Regions from separate parts of the Mus musculus genome. Here region 2 is linked to region 1. The links are chromatin contacts, called in public HiChIP or PLAC-seq maps. All regions are on one chromosome and are shown on one strand. The core of a region is the stretch at or near the end of the contact, and the rest is flanking DNA. Distances in the headings are between cores, read along the strand shown.

Region 1 (4,160 bases), core at 990-3,489:
TCTCCTGAATCTTCACCACCTGTCCCGTCCCCGTCCCCTCACTGAGATGCCCTACATTGGAAAGCAAGGGATGTAGTGTTTAAAGTTCAGGCTACAGCTGGAGGATAGCCTTCTGGCCACATCTCACTCATCCCATATCAAGACCTTAAGTTCCCCAACTTTTTCTCCCACCATCCCAATCTCTCCTCCCTGGTTTGAGAGCACCTTCAACTTGCTGGGTCCTGCTGTAGCCTGAATCCAGAAGAGCCCCAATTTTATTTGCTCATAATTGGGCATCCAGATTACTAGACATACTGGAGAAAACCTTGATTCACAGCAAGCGGAGTTGATCAATTACAGCACCAAGTGCTCTGGTGGTATCTGAGTGTCAAATGTGTACATCTCCTTGTAAGCTTTTCAACTCTAATGGGGTGAGCACCCTATTCCTCACTTTACGGATGAGAGCGCTATGACCCAGAACAGTAACTTGGGAGTAGGAGAACCAGGCTTAAAATCCTGAACTGCCAGCCTGCATTTACAATCCACTATACGAAAACATATGCCACAGATGGGGGAAATGCCTGAGCTGGCCGAGCCCCAACCCAGCTTACAGCAGGTGGCAGGAAGCCACCCAGGTTACTGCTGCAACTTTTATTGATACCAGACCCGTCACCCAGTGCCAACCTATCCGCATCCTTCCTGCTTCCAGCCCAGGAGCTCCTGGGATAAAGCCAGGCCCCCCAGTCAGCAGTCCCACTTACACAACAGGCCAAACAAACAGGCATAACCTTTATTTCCCTTCCCTAGTCGGACGTCAGAAAAGGCAAGTGAGATGTAGAGACAGAGTGAGCCCTTCTCAAGCAGTCTTTAACTCAGCACTGACCCACGCCAGTCTTTTTAACAGTTCCACCCCACATTCCGGAGGGGAGGGGCAAGTTCGGTAGACTTAAGCCTTGCCGGCACAAGCTCTTCTTAGAGAAGGCACAGATATTCAGGTCTAGAGAACAGTCAGGCGCAGCAGATCTTCAGGACCGGGTGTCCCGAGCCCTCCTTCGGGGTCTGGGGCCACAGCTGGGACTAGGTATGGAACCCAGGCCAGGAGGTGCACCTGGGGGTTGGTAGCCACATTCACTGGGGTCCAAGGGGTCCCGACTAAGCAGTACCCACACCGCAGGCACGTGGCGTCGGACTGTGAGGGGGTCTAGTCCCGTGTCTGGTGAAGTTGGGACCCAGCTGTCCTCCGTTTGCAGGAAGCGGAGCTTGGTGAGCTGGTGTAGGCCCGGAACCCGCCTTTTGACAATCTCTGCACAGCTGACAGCCTTTCCAGCAGCCCGGCCAGAGCCTGAGAACACCACGTGCCTGGTGCTTCCCCCTTCCAAACGACCCAGCGCCAGCCCTAGCAGGTTTCGGATTTTGCTCCCATCTCGGACTCGCATTTCCAGAGTGTCAGGAGGTAGCTGGGGCATTGGTGATGAGGCTGGAAGCTCTACAGAGCCGGCCCTCCGGTACTGTTCCATTCTGCCCTCGCGACGTTGGTGGGTCTCTCTCTGGATATGCACTGCGGGTAAGAGTCAGATGAGTGGCGGGAACATGACCAGGTCCATCCTCCATCACTCCCTCCAGATTATCGCCTTGTTCCTCACCCCAGCGTCTCAAGGCTGGGGCCAAGAATTATCGAGTCCTTAGACCCCTTTCTAAATACATCCACGAGTTTCTAACACGGGCAAGACCAAATTCCCCCAAACCAGGCTCTCTGGTGGGTAGGCCTGTACTTCTTTATGATCTCAAGCTCCTGGGGGCTAGGTCCCAGACCCCTCGCCCACAACTTGCCAAGAACAGGCGGGCTCTCCTCACAAGGCTGCAAGGACTGGGACAAGGCTCCCTTACTTTGTGCTTCCAGAGACTCTTGGCTCCAAACTCCCTGGGGCACAGCCACGAGGCCTCACTCCCCAAGAAAGTACTCCCCAAAGAAAGAATCGACCCTGCCTACGAGCACGGGGTGCATGGGGGCAGAGAAGACCTCACCCCCACATTAATAGAGTAGGCTGGCTTGAACAGGGCCACTCGGGAACTCGACCGGAGAGCTGCTTCGGACCACTCGTGAGCGGTTGGCGGGCTCCCCAATCGTGGGCCGCTGTTTCAGGCAGCAGGCATTTCCCCTTTCCCCAGCTCTGAGTCCCCATCTCCTGGGATTTGGCTCTTACCACGGTCGCCAGTAGACGCTCGACCCTCACGGAGTAGCCAAGATGGCGCGCAGACCGGGAGCGCGCGGAGCCGCGGGGCCGCGCACGCAGGGGGCGGGGCCTGAGAGAAACCCGGGCTGCTGTTCGCCTGTGATGGTGGCATCTGGCCGGCCTCCAGCGGTCGGCGCGTTGATCCCGGAGCACCCCGCTACCTGCAGAGGGCCCACCCGGGAAAGGAACGGCTATCGGAGGAGTCTTGCGCCCGAAGAACGCAGATTTGTGCCTTTAAAAGATGGACGGCATGCGTCACCTGCTGACACACCGGAGCAGCGAAAGCGAAGCCCCTGGTGGATAAAAGCAGGTGAGACTCTTATTTACGGAGTCCTGAGCTTTCTTCTCATCCTGGGACACTGGACGACCCCGGCGGTTTTCAGGAGGATCTAAGCGAGTGCATAACTCATTGGCTGAGAGGATTGGTGTATAAGCTGGGTGGATCCGGTAGTCGGGGCAACAGCTACTGGTGACCCTGGAAGGGGCTGTACTCAACATCACCGTAGCGCTTCGGCCACGGGGGCGTGCCCACAGAGCCTAGTTCAGTATCCAGAGTAAAATAGGCCCTCCAATATTTGTCCGATGATATGCTAACCACAGAAACAGCAAGAATTGAGGATGGTAGAAACTTGATAGAAAACTTGGATGAAGTCGGGCAGTGGTGGCTCACGCCTTTAATCCCAGCACTTGGGAGGCAGAAGCAGGTGGATTTCTGAGTTCGAGGCCAGCCTGGTCTACAGAGTGAGTTCCAGGACAGCCAGGGCTACACAGAGAAACCCTGTCTCGAAAAGCTCAAAAAAAAAGAGAGAGAGAAAACTCTGATGAAGTTTTGGGGAAGAACGGGCGACTCTTCCGGTAGAATAGTCTAGGGTAAATGCTAGTTTCAGATCAGTTTGGACACGCTGCATTTGAGATGCTGACAACTCCACAGGTTGGGTGCCATACAGGCACTTGAAGGCGCCAAGGCACTCCCTCAGACCACAAGAGGGCAGCATACATTTGGTGGAGCGCGTTGCTTTATAGCTGTTTCTCCCTGCTTTCTCTCCCCCATTCCTAAAATTTCCTACATCCAAACCTCTTGGGCTCCTTCTCTGGCTACTGGTATAATGTAGACACAAGGCTGTGCTGCCTTGGTTCTGAACGTCCCTGCCTGCTCCTCCATGACCATCTGACATGTGGGCCCACCTGGTCTTCCCCAAACCCTGTGAGGTATAGGCGTCCCTCCTGTGCCCTCCTTACCATAGGATGATATTTAGAGGGTAATTGGCAAGTATGGGGTAAATAAATATACAATGCCCCACTGTATCAGTCAAATGATGTAAGAACTCTTTATCTCTCCGCAAACCAGATCAGGAGTATAGCTCCTGGCCCCACCCCAAGGGGTTGACAGCTCTCCCCTTCACCTCCCAAATCCTCACAGCTGAGCCCGTCTTACATCAGCAGGCCAACAGGCTCCTTTAGTGGTCGTTCAAGTTTATTGTCACTGGAATAAATACATTGACAGGGAGTACAGATCATGACTCTAAGGTCAACCTGACCCTGACCTCAGAGCCGCCAGTCGAACACAGACAGGTAGTATCTGAATTCAGAGATGAAGCTGTCTCTGCCTTATAGAGACAGGTTGGTGCGAGGCCCTCGAGCCGCCTGCCTTCCCCTGGTGGGGACGTGGGGAGTGGCTGTCATTCCTCTGCTGGCTTCACTTGCTTGGCAGCCTCTAGCTGGCAGAGTAACTCATCCCACTGCACAAACTGCTTGGAGAGAAGCATTGTCTGGCGACAGGTCAAGGTGACAACAGGGGTTTGAATGACTTTGCATGTGCCCAAAGGGGTGAGGGGGAGAAGAGACTGGGATGAGAGTGTAGGAGGGAGGAGATACCCATTAAGGAGCACGAAGCACAAAGGATACAGTCTTGTTATACCCTTCCAGGAGAGCCTTAGACTCTTCAGT
Region 2 (4,160 bases), core at 555-3,054, 350 kb before region 1:
CTGTGGTCCCCTGCCCCTGTCCCCATTTACAGACCACATGTTTCCTCCAGAACCCTCAGCTCTAGGAGCTACAGAGGCTTGTCAGGTAAAGGTGCTGATGCCAGGCTAGAAGCCTTGGGTGTCATCCCTGGGGCTCACATGATGGAGGAGAACATGGGCTCCACAGAGTTGTTCTCTGACCTCCAGACAAGCACTGTGCAGGCAGCACATGGGGATGTAACACAGTAGGAAAATGTAAGTTTAAGAATAGTGAAGCTCTCCTCTATTGGGCCTCCTTTGGAGGACTTGGGAGTGAAGCGTGAAGACCGAGTCCTGGAACATTAGTGCTCTGCTGTTGTTGTTTGTTTTTGTCTCTTGTTTATACTGTTTCAAGACATAGTGCCTAAGAAACCTTCCCTTCTTTTTCAGGTTCTAAATGGCTTCTAAGAAGTTGGGGACAGATGTTCATGGTGAGTGGTGTTAAATATTAAGATTTAAGCTATGATTTGATCAGGGAATTTGAGTTAATTTAGTATTATGTTATTGTTTCTTTATACTGAGCAGCCTGAGTAATATAGAGTTGTACAAAACAGCATGTGCATCTCAGGGCCTGCAGTTGTTTAAAAGGATTGCTTCAAATGCCTGCTTACACTGTGGCCTTCAGAGCTACACATGGGCCTGCCTCTTGTGCTTCAGCGTTAGTCCTTTTTCTGTTCATGGTTGTAGCTTCTCCATCTGTTTGGATGGAGGTTCTAAGCCTTTAGTTAATGAGGTCTGTTTTGGTCCTGCATCACACGCATGCCCCCCCATTCCCCAAAAGCAGTTTGCTGTGTCAGTTGGAGCGTTATGAAGGTACAAGTAAGATTTAGAGTGTTACACAGGAGCTCATTGTTTTGTTTCTCTCATCTTCCCCCTTCTTCCTGTGTGTGTGTGTGTGTGTGTGTGTGTTTCTCTGGGTATTGGACCTAGGGTATTTTTTTTTTTAAATGTTTTATGGGGGCTGGAGAGATGGCTCAGTGGTTAAGAGTACTGGCTGCTCTTCAGGAGGTTCTGAGTTCAAATCCCAGCAACCATATGGAGGCTCACAACCATCTGTAAAGAGACCTGATTCCCTCTTCTGGTGTCTGAAGACAGCTACAGTGAACTTACATAAAATAAATAAAATAAATCTTTGCTACATTATCAAAATCCTGTCTCAAAAAAATCAAGATTATCCCCAAACTATTTTTTTTGGACACGTGATCTCTTTGGCTCCTGAGGGTTGGGACTAAAGGAATGTGCCCATCACTGAACTAAGTTTTATTATTTGCACTTGTAGAGAATTTAGACTCCTAAATAGTTAAGATTAGACCATTTTGTTCTTTAGTAGGCACTTACCCAGAAGAATCCAAGACTTCAGATTTTTTTTTTTCCTCCTAAGACAGGGTTTCTCTGTGCAGCCCTGGCTGTCCTGGAACTCGCTCTGTAGACCAGGCTGGCCTCGAACTCAGAAATCCGCCTGCCTCTGCCTCCCAAGTGCTGGGACTAAAGGCATGCGCCACCGCCACCACCACCCGGAGACTTCAGATTTTTGTACAACTGATTTTCCATTTTAAAAACTGCATTGGGGGCTGGGAGAGCTGGCTCAGCAGTTGAGATAATAAATTAGTCATTCAGAGGAGTTAGGTTTGGTTCCCATCAGCCACAACTGCCCCAGTTCCACCATCTCCAGGGGATCCATTGCCTCTGTCTCCTTTGACACCTCACTAATATGGCATACACATACAGGCATGGTTTTAGACACTGCACATCATTGTGGCAGTGGTCCACTAGGCTGCACGGCAGCTTGTGCTGCAGAGCTCTTCTGAGCTGGAGTCACTCAGCTGTGTCAGAATGACGCAGCAGTTGTTGCTTACAAACTTTGTGAAATATCTTTGAAAATTTATATTGCCACACATACACATGTAAGTTGCATAATACTGTGTTTGTTCATGTGGTGTTACATCACTCAAACTGTGCAGTTCACAGTCAGTAGCTCAGGTGGGAGATCTTCCAGATACACTATCCTACTGAATAATCATGAGAGGATGTTGTCTAGCATCAGTAATTGTAGAGGGACACACGTGACTTGTACACATCTTACTTTCGGTTACTTGTTCTCTTTTTTCTTTGTATTGGTGGTGGTGGTGTCATTGATGTTGAGACAAGGTCTTAGTATGTAGCCTTGGCTAGCCTGGAGTTTGCTGTGTAGACCAGGCTGGCTTGGAACTCACAGAGGCTACCTACCCCAGCTTCCTAAGGGCTGGGTTAAAGCTGTGTGCTACTACATCTCCTATTATTATTACTATTATTATAAATTATTTTTTGTATATGAGTACACTGTAGCTGTACAGATGGTTCCAAACCTTCATTTGGTTGTTGGGACTTGAATTTTTAGGACCTCTGGTTAGCTCTGGTTAACCCTACTCGCTCTGGTCAACTCTGCTCGCTCAGTCCCTGCTTGCTCTGACCCAAAGATTTATTTATTATTATACATAAGTACACTGTAGCTGACTTCTGATACACCAGAAGAAGGCGTCAGATCTCATTACATGTGGTTGCTGGGAATTGAACTCAGGACCTCTGGAAGAGCAGTCAGTGCTCTTATCCACTGAGTCATCTCGCCAGCCCCTATAATTAATATTGATATTATGATGTATGTGCCTGTGTGTGCATGCCCATGGCATGAGTGGAAGTCAGTGAACAACTTCTCTCTTTCACCACATGGATTTAGGAGATTGTGGTAGCAAGCACTTTTGTTTTGTTTTGTTTTGTTTTTCGAGACAGGGTTTCTCTGTATAGCCCTGGCTGTCCTGGAACTCACTTGGTAGACCAGTCTGGCCTTGAACTCAGAAATCCGCCTGCCTCTGCCTCCCAAGTGCTGGGATTAAAGGCGTGCGCCACCACACCCTGCATGGTAGCAAGCACTTTTACCCACCGAGCCATTTTCTCTGGCCCTAACCTAACATTTTAAGTCTGTCTGTCTGTCTGTCTCTTTGCCTGTTTCTTTGCCCCCTCCCCCCCCATTCTCTCTGTGTGTGTAGTCCAGTCAACATCAGATGTCCTCCTCTGTTGCTTACTGCCTACTTTTTTTTTTTTTTTTTTTTTTAACACAGGGTCTCTCACTAAGACTGAGAGTAGTGGATTTGGCTAGAGTTTCTGGCCAGTGAGACCTCAGGCTCCTCCTGTCCCTGCTCCCCAAGCACTGTTATTTTCATGTGTGCCAGTGTGCCTGTTTTTGTTTTTTGTTTTTTTTTCCGAGAACAGGGTTTCTCTGTGTAGCCCTGGCTGTCCTGGAACTCACTTTGTAGACCAGGCTGGCCTCGAACTCAGAAATGCACCTGCCTCTGCCTCCCAAGTGCTGGGATTACAGGTGTGCACCACCACGCCTGGCAGTGTTTGAATTTTAAGTGGGTCCTCGAGATTTAAGACAAGCTTTCAGCCTGCACATAGAGTGCTTTACTTACCAAGCCATCGCCGTAGTCCTTAAACAGTTTTCTAAAAATAATTTCTCAATATTGTTGTGAAGTGGTTGACATGCTGGATGAGGAGGTCATGATACTGAGGACTGCCTCTGAGTGTGTGTTACAAATATTTTCATTAATTCCTAGAGAATTTCCTGTAATTTAGGTTTATCATATTCATCCCCCACTCTTTCCTGTAACTCTGCCCAGATCCATCTCTACCCGAGACCTCCAACTTTATGTCTTTAAAATAGCTGAGTCCAGTTTGTACTGCTCATGTACTCCTGGCTATGGAATGCACTTGACCTGCTAAGGAATCTCAATCTCTCTCAATCTCTCTCAATCTCTCTCTTTCTCTCTCTCTCTCTTAGATATGTTATTTACATTTCAAATGTTATCCCCTTTTCTGGCTTCCCCTCCGAAAACCCCCTCCCCCTACTCACCAACTTACCTACTCCCGCTTCCTGGCCCTGGCATTCCCCTACACTGGTGCATAGAGCCTTCACAGGACCAAGGGCCTCTCCTCCCATTGATGACTGACTAGGACATCCTCTGATACATATGTAACTGGAGCCATGAGTCCCACATTGTGTACTCTTTGATTGGTGGCTTAGTCCCTGGGAGCTCTGGGGATACTGGTTAGTTCATATTATTAATTATTATTATTATTATTTATTCTTTTGGTTTCTTGAGACAGGG

Evidence for each region. HiChIP or PLAC-seq counts read pairs in DNA pulled down with a chosen protein or histone mark.
Region 2: an H3K4me3 HiChIP or PLAC-seq map of bone marrow-derived macrophages shows a contact between it and region 1, with 2.3 times the contacts expected there. The contact joins the enhancer-like site here to the promoter of Rpp25l in region 1. A contact is called at or near these places in 4 of 39 promoter capture datasets (the C10 cell line, the HPC-7 cell line, cranial neural crest and 1 more), 2 of 115 datasets of contacts at active chromatin or transcription factors (bone marrow-derived macrophages and microglia) and 1 of 9 other capture datasets (adipose tissue).

Annotation. Positions count from the first base shown.
Region 1 is chr4:41,711,278-41,715,437 of GRCm38.p6, forward strand. Rpp25l (ribonuclease P/MRP 25 subunit-like) reads right to left here and starts at 2,240. Exons shown (of 2, transcript NM_027278.3): 1 at 2,184-2,240; 2 at 756-1,537. The coding sequence starts at 1,496. The coding sequence ends at 1,005. Dctn3 (dynactin 3) reads right to left here. Exons shown (of 7, transcript NM_016890.4): 6 at 4,119-4,160; 7 at 3,521-3,982. The coding sequence ends at 3,893.
Region 2 is chr4:41,366,482-41,370,641 of GRCm38.p6, forward strand. It overlaps Ubap1 (ubiquitin-associated protein 1), which reads left to right. Exons shown (of 7, transcript NM_023305.3): 2 at 409-449. The coding sequence starts at 416. Among named protein-coding and RNA genes, the nearest start is that of Ubap1, 20 kb to the left of the region's middle. Within about 2 kb of position 1,805, at least 63 of the 459 cell types and tissues checked have an H3K27ac peak or open chromatin away from gene starts, as enhancers often do. A contact at or near this core is called in adipose tissue and bone marrow-derived macrophages, where this site is marked.